Regions from separate parts of the Sus scrofa genome. Here region 2 is linked to region 1. A link is a contact called in public promoter capture Hi-C data. All regions are on one chromosome and are shown on one strand. The core of a region is the stretch at or near the end of the contact, and the rest is flanking DNA. Distances in the headings are between cores, read along the strand shown. Region 1 overlaps ZMYND8 (protein kinase C-binding protein 1). Region 2 holds the start of ZMYND8 (protein kinase C-binding protein 1).

Region 1 (2,569 bases), core at 49-2,548:
GCCCGAGGTGGTTGAGCTGGAGCGAGCCTGTGTCTCCATGGAGACCAGTGCCTCTTTCACCCTGGCCACCTGGTGGTGCAGCCGGGGAGGGATGGGACGGTGACTTGAGGGGCCTTAGGCTGGCTGGTGGGAATTCCTCTCTTGAACACTCAGGGACCCGTCTGCTCCCCAGGGAAACACCTGTTGTTCTCTGCAGTGTGGTTTGCTTTCTCACGCCCTCCTCACACCTCCGCGCCCCAAAAAAGCAAGCTGTCAAGAGGGGTTCTCATGGCCACGCTTCCCCTCTGCCAGTCCTGTGTGGCAGGCATCGCTCCTTCCCGCAGCCGGGCTGGCTTTGGGCTTTCCCTTTGGGCTGACCCACCCTCTGGCCTTGAAAGGTTTTCTCCCTGGCGTGTGTTTCTGGGGTCCGAGGCTTCCTGCGCAGAAACTCCCCACCACCTCTTTCCATTCCTGGGACACACGCCTCGTTTTGTCAGTGGAAACAAAGGCCTTGGGAATGGGGGTGTTGGAATCGCAGTGACCCAGTGGGAAGAGGAGCAGATAGGCACTGGTCGTAGGTGCCATGGCTGGGAGAAGACCCCAGAAGATGGAGGGAAAGGCTGGATAATTCTCATGGGATATGATGTCTAGCATCTGTGTCACTCGTTTGAACAGGTAGAATGAGACAGAGTGCCAGGGATAATAACGGCTTTTTTTCTTTCTTTTTCTTTTTTTTTTGGTCTTTTTGTCTTTTTAGGGCCGCACTTGAGGCACATGGAAGTTCCCAGGCTAGGGGTCGAATCGGAGATGTAGCTGCCACAGCAACCCAGATCCAGCCTACACCAGAGCTCATGGCAACACCGGATCCTTAACCCACTGAGCGAGGCCAGGGATCGAACCCACAACCTCATGGTTCCTAGTTGGATTGTTTCCCCTGCACCACGACGGGAACTCCAGTATGGCATGATTATATCTAACTAACCAGTGTTTCATTTCGAAGAAAAAAAAGACTGGAAAAGTTAAAATTACAAGAAATTGAAAAAAGATCAGTGACAGCTGGGGGTTTGGGAGGAACTGACTCCGCATCCCAAAGGGATTTTTGGGGAGATGCACTTGTTCTACATTCTGTTTCTGCTGCTTACAAGCATCTCTGCAGGTATGAAGACCCGGAGAACTGTATTCTCTGAAAAGAGAATTTTTGCTTTCTGTAAATTAAAACTATCGAAAAAACAAACCACAGCCACCGTCAGGGTAAGGTGATAGCCCCGTTGGAAGGAAGTGGAAACTGAAGTAAAGCGAAGCAGTTGCTTCCCCAGGATCGTACGTGGCTTGTGGTCAAGTTTGACCTTTAGACTCTGGCCTTTCTGCTGTGTGGCTCAGGCTTTCAACCGAGATACACGAACTGAAAAGCTGCCGGACAGGGTGTGTTTTGATTTCATGGGTCCTGGCCACTGTGCCTCTGTGCAGTTGGGGCAGTTGGCCCAGCTCTAGGGGTTGGGGTTAACTGGAGGATTTGGATGGTTGCCTGAAGGACAACGTGGTTTTCTAAAGGAAGCAGCTCCTGCCTGTTGAACCTGTGTTGTCAGACTGTTTTCAAGACAAACAGAAATCTAGATTTTTTTTTTTTTGTCTTTTTGCTATTTCTTTGGGCCGCTCCCGCGGCATATGGAGGTTCCCAGGCTAGGGGTCGAATCGGAGCTGTAGCCACCGGCCTACGCCAGAGCCACAGCAACGTGGGATCCAAGCCGCGTCTGCAACCTACACCACAGCTCCCGGCAACGCCGGATCGTTAACCCACTGAGCAAGGGCAGGGACCGAACCCGCAACCTCATGGTTCCTAGTCGGATTCGTTAACCATTGCGCCACGTCGGGAACTCCCAGAAATCTAGATTTTTATGTGAATTTTTTTTAGTTTCTAAGAATTGACTATCAATTTCATTAAATAGAAAAGGTCTCTTTGTGTCAAACAAATACAACCCATGATATAAAACTCAGTCCATGGGTTACCCGTTGGATACTTCACTACTCTTCGGATACGTTTTGTTTCAAAAAGGAGCGAAGAAGGTCTGGCTTGCTAACTCATCAGGCCCTCATTTGCTGTCTTGGGCCTCTTGTCTCTGCTCTAAAATAGGAGCTGAGCCCCGTGGATGGTTCCAGCCCCCTTCTGTGCCTCTGCTTATTTTAAGTCCTAAATAAGGATGAGTTTGTGGCGAGAGTGGAAGGCCTGATTCTTTCCTCTTTTCCTAATTCCCCCAGACTCCTGTTTCTCTCTCCGGGAATCCTGTCTCCTCTTCTCTCACACACACTATTTGCTGTGGGCTCAGCAGACACAGATGTTCAGTCATCCAGCTAGTGACCAAGATGTGCATTGAGGCTTGTCAGAGATGCCCGCAGTGGAGAAAGTCTTTCTGCCTTTTTTTTGTCCTGCTGTCACCCCTACAGCATATGAAAGTTTCCAGGCTAGGGGTCGAATCAGAGCTATAGCTGCCAGCCTACACCACAGCCAGAGCAATGTGGGATCTAAGCTGCATCTTCGACCCACACCGCAGCTCATGGCATCACCAGATCCTGAACCCACTGAGCAAGGCCA
Region 2 (2,569 bases), core at 38-2,537, 96 kb before region 1:
CCAAAGCAGCACCCACACACAGACACATGGAGTATTCTTATGGGATGGCTGTGGATGGCCGCTGCCCACACAGCCAGGCGGGAGCACAGAGGCTGATGAGCTCTGGCCTCCTGTCCCCGGTCTGGTCTCCCTGGGCTCAGTTCCACCCCCAGGAAGAGGAGGCCCCTCCCTTCTGGTGAGGCCCAGGCCTGTTGTCCTTTGTCAGATCTGGTGGTGGTGGCGGCAGTGCCCCCCCCCTCCCCCGCATCTTGGCCTCTTTAGCCTAAAATATAGCAACGAAATCCCCTCCCTCTTCATAAAGCCGGGGCCCTGCCCCTGCGGTACCGTGTCCTTGGGTTCTTGGCTTGTTCCTATTTGACATAAGATTCCCAGCCAGGAAGAATTTATGTGTGCTCGGTGGGCATCTGTCGTCCGTGGGGGTGGGGGTGGGGGTGGGGGAACGGGGGCAGGGCGAGCAGGCCATCAGCGCCACCGTTTTCTTTGTGGCAGCGGACTGTGTGGGATGAGAAAGCCCACAAGCCCTAATTTTAGAAGGAGAAGGGGAGGCTTTATTGGTCCATACTTTTACCTCCTGGCATATGGCTGCGTCACCTCGGGATGCTTTCTCCAGCCTCTCAAGAATGGGGTTTATTTAGCCTTTGGGGTTCCAGCTTGCTGGGGTGTTTTGTTTTGTTTTGTGTTTTTAAACCTTGTTAATCAAGCACCTTGTCTTTTTTAAAGAAAGAAGCCAGTGCGTGTGGACTTTTAAAGATCCTTTTGGATTTGCCTTTTCTTTCTCGGGCTGCCCACCAGTTACAAAGGAGGAACCAGGCAAAGACCTCCGAATACTATTGAAATGGGTGGAATTATAAGCAGTTCTGAAACACGAGTTAATGTTTTACTGGGGAGCAGTGCCAGAGATATGGGGGTGGGGGGATTGCCAAGGGGTAGGGCTGTGTGTGAAATAGCTGTTCCATCTGCCTGTGGGGACCCAGAGAAGCCGTGGAAGTAAATTTCAGCAAAAATCCTTATAAAGCTCATGGGATTTGTCTGCCCGCTGAGGGCCCAGCTCCCCCAGAAGACCCATGCAGGGATGACTGTGGCAGGAAGGGCGAAGCAGTGGGTGTAGGCCTGACTAATAATGGGGGTTCTTGTTCCCTGGCTGGGTTTGACATCTTTCTTTCTCCCTCTGGATTTAAATGGCTTCTCAGCCCGAGAGGCACTGCCTGTGCCCTGGATTCAGAAGGTACACGCCTCCTTGGGAAGCCAAGGCGAGAGACAGCGGCTCACTCACTCTCTCTCTCTCTCTCTCTTTCTGCATCTGCCGGGAGAGCTGCCGCTGGTATTTTTCCACAGGCCTTTTCTGCGCTCTCAGGGCCTAGCTTTTCCCGGCCAGGCCCAGAGTCCGAGAGAGGGTTAATAGGCAGGAAGCTGAAGCCATCGCAGACTAATACGGAAGTCAGATTTTTGTTTAACTGACAGGTTTAGCAGGCCTCCGCCGTGGGGGAGGGGGCCGGGAGGGGAAGGGAAGTCTGTAGCTCTAGGCATGTGGCCTGCTAGGAGCGCATTTGGCCTTTCTTAGGGTAAGGACCGAAGCTGCTGGGGGTGCGGGGCTGGCATCCCGGCCAGGAGGCAGGAGCCGGATTTGGTTTTCGTTGGAGCTCTGGATGGGGGTGGGGGGCGGTGAGAGGTGAGATTCTGGGCCGAGGCGAAGGGCTCTCTGGCCTGCTTTGTCCAGGAGGCAGTCTGACAATGACTATGCAAACTTGACCACTGGGTGCCCCTCCTCCCTGCCAGCCCGAGTCCTCTGTCCTCTGAGAAGCCAGGGCTGCTCTGGAACCATCTGGGGGGCTCGCCTGCCCGGTCTCTTCGGCCTCAGAGGCCTGCCTCCAGCCTCTTTTTTTTCTTGTTCCCTGGGCTGTTTTCCTGGGGCTCCCCACGCTTCGGCCTCAGTCCGCCCCTCACCTCGCCGGGGGCGGGGGTGGGGGAAGAACGTTCTGCTGGATTGTTCTAGAAAAAGGACCAGCCTTCCTCCCAGCGAGAGAGCCGTTTCCGTGGGGGCAGATGAGGGTGAGCCCTTCCAGCTCACCCCCAAATCGCTCTTGCTTGGGGCCTCCGGGCCTCAGGCTTTGCTGGAGCAGGTCAGGCTGGCTGCACTGGCTTGCCCGTGCCGGGAACTCTAGCCAGGGTGTGGGAGAAGGGCGTCTGGGGGCCCCTTCCCTAAGTTTTTCTTGCTGCAAAAGGCCTAGCTTAGCCTGTCTTTTTCTATGCACAGGATGGCTCTTGCTCACCAGAGCCTCACAAAGATAATCGCTCAGGAAGTGTTTCCGCCAATCCGAGGCCGCCTTACACTCCGATTTGCCGGGGCAGCCAATCGGGGATGAGCTTTTATTAGGCGGCCAGATCATCAAGCCGAAGTGCCAAACCCTTTTTCTGTGAGAACTAGGAGCCTGTCCTCCATGTTTTATAAGTATTGACATTACACAGTGTTAACAATGCATCCACAGAGGTAAGCTCGACTTTTTAACCATCTTTTCTCCCCCTCCCTCTGAGACATCCGCATTGTGGGCGAGCAGTGTGATTTCTCTGT

Evidence for each region. Promoter capture Hi-C pulls out the DNA fragments that hold promoters and counts their contacts.
Region 2: a contact with region 1 is called in a promoter capture Hi-C map of liver, with 5 times the contacts expected there. The contact joins the promoter of ZMYND8 here to the enhancer-like site in region 1. A contact is called at or near these places in 2 of 5 promoter capture datasets (both in liver), 7 of 47 Hi-C or Micro-C datasets (adipocytes, embryonic fibroblasts, fibroblasts and 2 more) and 2 of 2 datasets of contacts at active chromatin or transcription factors (alveolar macrophages and skeletal muscle).

The regions. Positions count from the first base shown.
Region 1 is chr17:49,293,465-49,296,033 of Sscrofa11.1, reverse strand. The region is part of intron 14 of ZMYND8 (protein kinase C-binding protein 1); the gene reads left to right. Among named protein-coding and RNA genes, the nearest start is that of ZMYND8, 96 kb to the left of the region's middle. Within about 2 kb of position 1,298, at least 8 of the 83 cell types and tissues checked have an H3K27ac peak or open chromatin away from gene starts, as enhancers often do. A contact at or near this core is called in embryonic fibroblasts, liver and skeletal muscle, where this site is marked.
Region 2 is chr17:49,389,136-49,391,704 of Sscrofa11.1, reverse strand. It overlaps ZMYND8 (protein kinase C-binding protein 1), which reads left to right and starts at 1,287. Exons shown (of 26, transcript XM_021078039.1): 1 at 1,287-1,562; 2 at 2,255-2,488. The coding sequence starts at 2,475.